Linked DNA regions of Mus musculus: region 1 is linked to region 2. Evidence: chromatin contacts called from public HiChIP or PLAC-seq data. All regions are on one chromosome and are shown on one strand. Each heading gives the region's core, a stretch centred on a gene start, on an enhancer-like site or on the middle of the called end of the contact. The rest is flanking DNA. Distances are from core to core; before and after follow the strand shown. Region 1 overlaps Prkca (protein kinase C, alpha). Region 2 overlaps Prkca (protein kinase C, alpha).

Region 1 (3,801 bases), core at 933-3,432, 210 kb after region 2:
CCATCGGTCACACACACACACACAGGCCAGGCATGAATGACCACTTTCAGACCCGGCTTCCTAACAAGAAGTTCTAATTCGACCACACAACTTACACACACAGAACACAGAGCGAGATGGGAAAGTCTGAGAACTCTGGTGTGGGCGGTGAAGATGCTCCCAAGGATAGCAATCTCAAATCTGTGAGCTGGGTTTAAGCATTCTGAAATTCCGTGTAGCTTTATTATTTTCAAAGCAAGATGAGGCATAAGGGCTCCTAGGGAAATGCATCCACTCTGAGGCAGAAAGGAATTAAATTTACAGCATGAACTGAGAGACAGAGCAGGTCTCTTAGCCAGGCATCTGAGAGGCCTGTTCATACTCCAGGCTGGAGCACACTGCACTATGCCGCTCTTTGTTTCTTTCTTCTTCACTTTCTTAGGGCTGGGCTGGGGAGGGGGACTCATGTAGCCCAGGCTGGCCTCGAACTTACTGTATAGCAGAAGACCTTGGACTTCAGATCCTCTGCCCACTGCCTCCCAAGTACTGCTAGGATTACAGGGGTGTGCCACCGTGCCTATTGGGTATAAAGCAGAGTTATGACTTGGGAATTGAAGTTCCTGAAAGGAAGCTGGGCCTTGCCAAGGCTGACTGGTTGGTCAGAACTTCTATGCAGGTACACAGACTAATTGCAATTTATCTCAGGTTACCTTTTTTAACCCCATTAACAGCCATTGCCCAACTCTGTGCCTGACCTAACATCCTTGTGATTATCAGGTGAAACCTTTGGAGTCTATTGCCTTAGCAGACCACTGACCTCTGCCAACCAAAGGCTAAGAGTGCACAGAGAACATCGGAGGCACGAAGCAGAGCTTTCCCACGGGGATGCACCCTGCCTACCCAGCGTCCCCACTAATGTGTTCGAAAGGTCTTGATTTATGACTTTCTTCATTCTGTTACTATTAAAATGTCATAAAAATTTAACAGGCTAACAGGGCACTGGGAACGCACACCTTTAATCCCAGCACTCAGAAGGTAGAGGTGGGCAGATCTCTTGAGTTTGAGGCCAGCCTGGTCTACAGAGTGAGTTTCAGGACAGCCACGGCTACACAGAGAAACCCTGTCTAGAAAACACAAAAGCCAACCAAGCAAATGAACAGAAGTTACCAGGTTAGAACATGGAATTTCAAGGAACCTAAGTGCTCCATTTGGAACTCATTTGGGTCACGGCCACTCATACTTGGCTCCTTTACAGGGACAGCTCCGTTTGTTTGTTTGCTGTTTTTATTTGTTTGATTTTTAAAGAAGGAACTCAGTCCCGTCCCAACCAGTAGAACTATTATCCTCCAGGAAAACAGTATGACTTTGGTCTAAACAAGGCCAAGTTCTGACACTTGGTAGTTGTCAGTTACTCAGCCTTGGTTCCCTCGTCTGAGATGGGGACATGAACACTGAGCTCGCGGGTAAGCTAAGTGGTGTGGTGACATACTAAGACCATCTCTGTAAGAAAGATTAAGCTTTGGGCCAGTGAGATGGCTCAGCAGCTTAAAGACACCTACTTGCCAACGAGCCTGATGCTCTGATCCCTGGAAACCACACAGTAGAAGAACTGACTTCCAGAAGCTGTCCTCTGACCGACAGACACACACACACACACACACACACACGTTAATCAAATAAATGTGAAAAAATACTAAAATATTAAAGCTACTGTGTACATGGTAATTGTACAAAGCCCCTCAGAGACTGCCGTGGTGATGAGTGACACCCCGATGAGTGATGCCCCAGAGAAGCAGCATCAGGGAAGAGGAGGCTGACTAGGAAATTTCCATCCATCAGTGTTGTTCCTCGGCAATGAGAGCCCAAGACAAGTATTTATTGAGCGGTTTCTGCAAGGGGACATAATTAGTCAGTGGCTCTTAGCCTTTCCTGAGTCACAGCACTCCCTAAGAAATACCAAAGGTGCCTCTGCCCAGAAAATGCCATTGAGAAATTAACAGAAAGAAAATAAAATCGGGGCATTATAGGGCCCCAAGAAACCCACCCTGAAACACCTGCTCAAGGCACGCCATGCCGGATATTATAAGGCTATTGATTTTGAAACGAAACTCAAGGTCACCTGGTCAGATATGACTCAGATGTGCAAACAGCAAGCTCTTCTTGGCTGTCCCTTATCTCGGTGGACAGCAGTTCCATCCGCCCTGCTGCTCCTGACGGAACCTAGGTGTCACCCTGGACATGCACCTCCCTCTCCCTCAGTCACCTCCATATTAGTTCTTCACTGAGTCAGGTCCACTCTTCAGACCCAGCCTCTCACATCCGTCTTCCTCTGTCCAGGCTGCCCTCATGCGGACAGGAGTGATTTGTTAGCACCTGATTGTCGGACTCACAGACACAGCAAGAGCCTCTAATGGGCTCTTGCACAAGCAGTGGCATAAGCCAGAAACTCCTTCCCTTTGGGCACTGCTTCAAAAGCAATACAAACAAGCGACTTTCCCTGCTAGAAGGAAGTTACAGCATTCTACAGTTGATGGCGAGGAGAGGTGTGGTCCTGGAATGGCTGAGAAGTTACAGACATGAGATGCTGAGGACAAGCCTGGCAGGGAAGAGGTGAGAAGCCAGAACTGCCTCCAAAGCCCCCCCTGCATCTGTCGGTCACTTCAGAGGGCTGGGTGTACAACAGATGTAGCCAGTATTCAGGATGGAAAACATAATATTCACTCCCTCCCTTCCTCACCTCTAATTTTTAAAAATTATTAAGAGTATGAAAAAAAAAAAAAAAGATGGGCTAGGGAGATGGCTCCGTGGGTAAAGCGATTTCCAGCATGAAGACCTGAGCTGGAATCCCCAGCACATACACATACGTAAAAGCCAGTGAAAAATAAGCATACTATGTTTGAACCTCATTGCTGAGAGACAGGTGAGTGGGTACTGAGGACTCACTGATCAGCCAGTGGAGACCATGTGATGAGCTTCAGGTTCAGTAAGAGACCCTGTTTCAAAAACTCTAGGTGGAGAGCAACAGAGAAAGACACCGGGCATTGACCTCTGACCTCCACAGGCACACACGCATGCACATATGTGCGTGCAACAGACACAAACACTAAAAAGGGATAGGGAAAAACATCTTCGCTATTCCCAATAATGAAAATTATCTTTCAGCATCGTCCCATGTTTATATTGTTAAAGATTAAAATACTTACAAGGAGTGACAACACAGAGCAGAAAGACGAGCGCAAAAATAAATAAATAAATAAATAAATAGACAGAAAGTCACCTCTAATGACAGCAAACAGAAGGATAGCAATCAATATAGGGTAAAAGCTACTTTCGACATCTTCCTACAGTGTGCAGAGGTGGCCAAATAGGTAAACAGGGATACTTTTATGAAAACAGTATCTCCCATGGTTTCATTTGTTAACATATCTAGTTTATTTACTATATTAACATATCTGATATATTAATGTATTAGACATGAATATTCTTGACTCTGGTGAACCAAAACTAACAAACTTTTTAAGATTGAGAGTATTCAACAAACATGACGAACTGGGGGGGGGGGTGTAAAAAGCCCATTAGGTCTTAGCCTTACCCAAAGAGCCACGGAGAGCTGAATAGAGCTGGGAACGGGAGAGTGGCCCTCCCTAACCAAGAGCACACCACTGATTGCTCGTAGCCAAACAGCCCTGAAAGTATGCATACAAGTAACATTATATGCACTCACCAGCTTATAGTTAGAGCTATAGATATCTATACAAACACATGCATGCAATAATATTTAATGTAAAGAGAGGCCATGAATGTGAAGGGGGGTGAGGAGAG
Region 2 (3,419 bases), core at 273-2,772:
TTGGAAATATTTTCTGGGCCTTGTAGCTGGGAGTCTTTTCCTTCTATTCCTATTATTCTTAGGTTTGGTTTTCATAGGGTCCTAGATAAGAATTGTTACGTTTTTATAATTTCTTTGATTTCATACACATAGCTGGTGTGGTTTGTTTTCTAAACTTGAGCAGATAGGGAAATAAAAACCATCCCTTAGCATCATGCAGTTAAAGAGACACCAGTTTCTCTGGAGGGGACTGAAACTTGGGGCTGGCCTCCTGCCACCAGGCATGAGGTGGAGCAGAGGAGTGGAGGCCTGCAGGCAGGAGAGTGAAGGAAAACACATCCATTGAGTCTCACAAGAGAAAATTACAGCTCTGAGTTTTCCAAACTGTCCTGTACTAATTTGCCTTTTAAAATGTTGCTTTTCATCAAGCTCAATGGAACAACAAACAGCAAAGGCATGAAATAGAAAATGTTTGACAAGGCGCACAAGGAGAAGCACAGTAGCACTCATCAAGCCCAGAGAGATAAACGATAGACACTGCATCCACCACACTAACTGCGTGAACGCAAAAGAGGGCACACATGAAGGAGTGCGGCTGACAAGGTGTGAGACTTGGTTTCACCGACAGTTGAGCAAATGGAGTTGTGTGTCAACATGGGCCTGTCTCATGGCCAGAGGCAATCCATAATCAATCTATCAATCAATCAATCAATCTATGTACCTCACTATATCTGTCTCTGTCTCTCTCTCTGCATGGGAATACATACATTACTTTACACACAGGATCTCACTATGTACCCCAGTTGACCTGGAACTTGTTATGTAGATCTAGCTGGCCTCAAATTACAGAGATGCCCCTGCTTCTGATTCCTGAGTGTTGGGATTAAAGGCGTGCGCCACCTAGCATGAGAACTACCTCTGCAAGACATAAAGCTAACTTTCTGGGACTCTCCAGCTGTGATGCGTTTCTAGAGCTCTGTGCTACAAGTCCTTACAGTTGACACAACATGGGGCTTGGTGGCAATGGGCTTAGCTTGCTTTTTAATACATGTTTGCTCTGATATCACAGTGTTGAATTATTTCTTCTTAAAGGTTAGACCCACCCAAGTCTGAATCCTTGGCATCTTCAAAGGCGACCTGATTTGGAAACAGGGTCTTGGAAGATGCAATTAAGTTGATGATCTGGGATGAGCTCATTTAGAATTTAGGGTAGCTCTTAAATCCATCCAATGATGGCCTTATACCAGGAAGCAGAGTGCGATCAGAGCCACAGAGAGAGGCAGAGGGTGGAATAATCCACAACAAAGAACATAAAAGGCAGCTGCGGAGACCAGGGGAGAGCAGGGAATGGAAGGGCTAGCCAGCTAACACCCTGACTTTGAACTTCTGCCCACCAGACCTCTTTCTGTTGTTTCCTGTCACTAAATTGCAACTTGCTATGGCTGCCTTAGGAAACAAAGATCTTATCTCTCCAGGGAGAATGTTTACATAGTTTCTATTTTGGACCTTGGTTGAGGAATGTGGGTCTGTGAGTCACCTGTGGTTCGTGACTCCACCTGGTCTTTGCAGCTGTGCAAGTATAGCGAGTGCTGCACAGACGTCCCTGGAGAAGGACCAGGCACCACTTCCATTCATAACCGCCAGGAACTGGGAAAGCAGTCTCTTGTCTAATCATACGTGTGCCCAGATGACAATGCAGGCCTTGCACAGTCACAGAAAATTTCTGTGACTTCTGTGAGCATGCCATGTGATAACATGCTAAGCAAAGTGTCTTTCCTGGAGGGTCTGATGTCACCCTTGATTGGAGTCACTCAGATCTTTTTTTTTCTTTTTTTTTTTTTTTTTCCTGAGAAGGAATAAAGAGATTCTAGAAATGGTTTACCGAACTAAAAATAAAGAAGCCATCTGGAAGAGTAATCTACGGCTTTGTTCATTTGGCCGAGCCTCATCAACGGGGACCACCGAGAGCAGGTTAATGCAAGTTCAAGCTCCGTGCAGTCAGCAGAGCACTCCTTTCAAAAACCACGTGCCAGGATATAGCACCAAATGTAATGTGGTGACACGGCCAAGGTTGGTGATTCCAGCTCATCTTCAAACCACATCTGTGCCTATGTCCAAGGGGAATATACCACGGGTGGGAGGAAGAGACTCACAGTTTGCCGTTGTACCCAACCCTGGGAAATCACAAGCACAGGCAGAGTTCCTTCCACACCATCTCTGTCTGCCCAGACATCTGTCCTCCAAATACAGAGGCTATCTGGTCAGGCAGACCGAAGGGCAACACCGTTCAAGAAGTAGGGCTTTACTCTCCCAAATCTGAGAGTGAGGGAAAACAATATAGAGACTCTTGAGCATGGTATGCTGGCTCATACCCGCAATGTCTCAGCATCTGAGAGGCTGAAGCAGGAGACTGCCATGAGTTTGAGGCTAGCCTTGGACATACAGTGAGTTCCAGGCTAGTGTGAGCTATAAGAGAGACCGTCAAAAAAAGACAAACAAAACTTCCCTTTCTGATGACAAACTTGGTGTCTTCTAGGAGACACTCTTTCCTTATGGGGTAACAGGGACTCCTCTACACTGTAGCTTGAAGTGTCTACTCCTGTCTGCTAGCTAGTGAGGGACATGTGCCAGCCTTCTGTGCAGTCAGACGTAGCTGTGTTACTGGATTTGAGCAAATAGGCTGTGAACCCACAAAGGTGTTGTTCTTCTAACTTCAAATATGGAGAAGTGAATGGTTCTTCCCCATTACCAACTAGACATAGAGAATCCTGTTCTAACTATGCAGGCAGAAACAGCACCCTTGAAAGTGATGGCGTATCTATGGAGATACAGTCTGGGTTCCCAGATGTCTGCAGGAAGTATATGACACAGGATTGCCATGGCAGAGACAGCAAATCTCCCTCTAACCTTCCACTGCAAGCTGATATTTCTTTAGTGCAACAGCTAAGCCTTTATCCGTATGAAACCCTAGGGTCAGACACTAGAATTCTAGGCAAATACATCTTTATTAAGTGAACAGAACTGTTGTCCTTTGGTGGTGGATAGTTTAGAAACCAAACCACAATGTAACCACATGGTAGCCTGGATCCACAGCACACAGGGACTGGAACTGCTATTAATCACCCAGGACTGGCAACCTGTCAGGCTACCTTGCTCCAGCCCTGTCTGCTATGATCCATGATATGACCTGAAGCATGTCATAGCATCTCCTTCCAGGTACATGTTTAGAGACACAAGAAGAATTGAGAGACAAATCTGCAGGATGTCTGTTCATTTTCTACACTAGTGAATTAGTCCTCTGTAAACTTTGCTCAGAAAAGTCAGTCACCAAGTATCTACTGCAGGGCACTTTTACCAGGAAGGAGCTATTTAGGAAGTACCGGAAAGATGGCCGAACACCCAGTCTATTATAAACTGTGGCTTTGCAATACACCAAAGGG

Evidence for each region. HiChIP or PLAC-seq counts read pairs in DNA pulled down with a chosen protein or histone mark.
Region 1: a FOXA1 HiChIP or PLAC-seq map of pancreatic cancer cells shows a contact between it and region 2. The contact joins two enhancer-like sites.

What each region holds. Positions count from the first base shown.
Region 1 is chr11:108,305,154-108,308,954 of GRCm38.p6, forward strand. The region is part of intron 2 of Prkca (protein kinase C, alpha); the gene reads right to left. Among named protein-coding and RNA genes, the nearest start is that of Prkca, 37 kb to the right of the region's middle. Within about 2 kb of position 2,183, at least 39 of the 459 cell types and tissues checked have an H3K27ac peak or open chromatin away from gene starts, as enhancers often do. A contact at or near this core is called in pancreatic cancer cells, where this site is marked.
Region 2 is chr11:108,100,224-108,103,642 of GRCm38.p6, forward strand. The region is part of intron 3 of Prkca (protein kinase C, alpha); the gene reads right to left. Among named protein-coding and RNA genes, the nearest start is that of Gm51922, 11 kb to the right of the region's middle. Within about 2 kb of position 1,523, at least 50 of the 459 cell types and tissues checked have an H3K27ac peak or open chromatin away from gene starts, as enhancers often do. A contact at or near this core is called in pancreatic cancer cells, where this site is marked.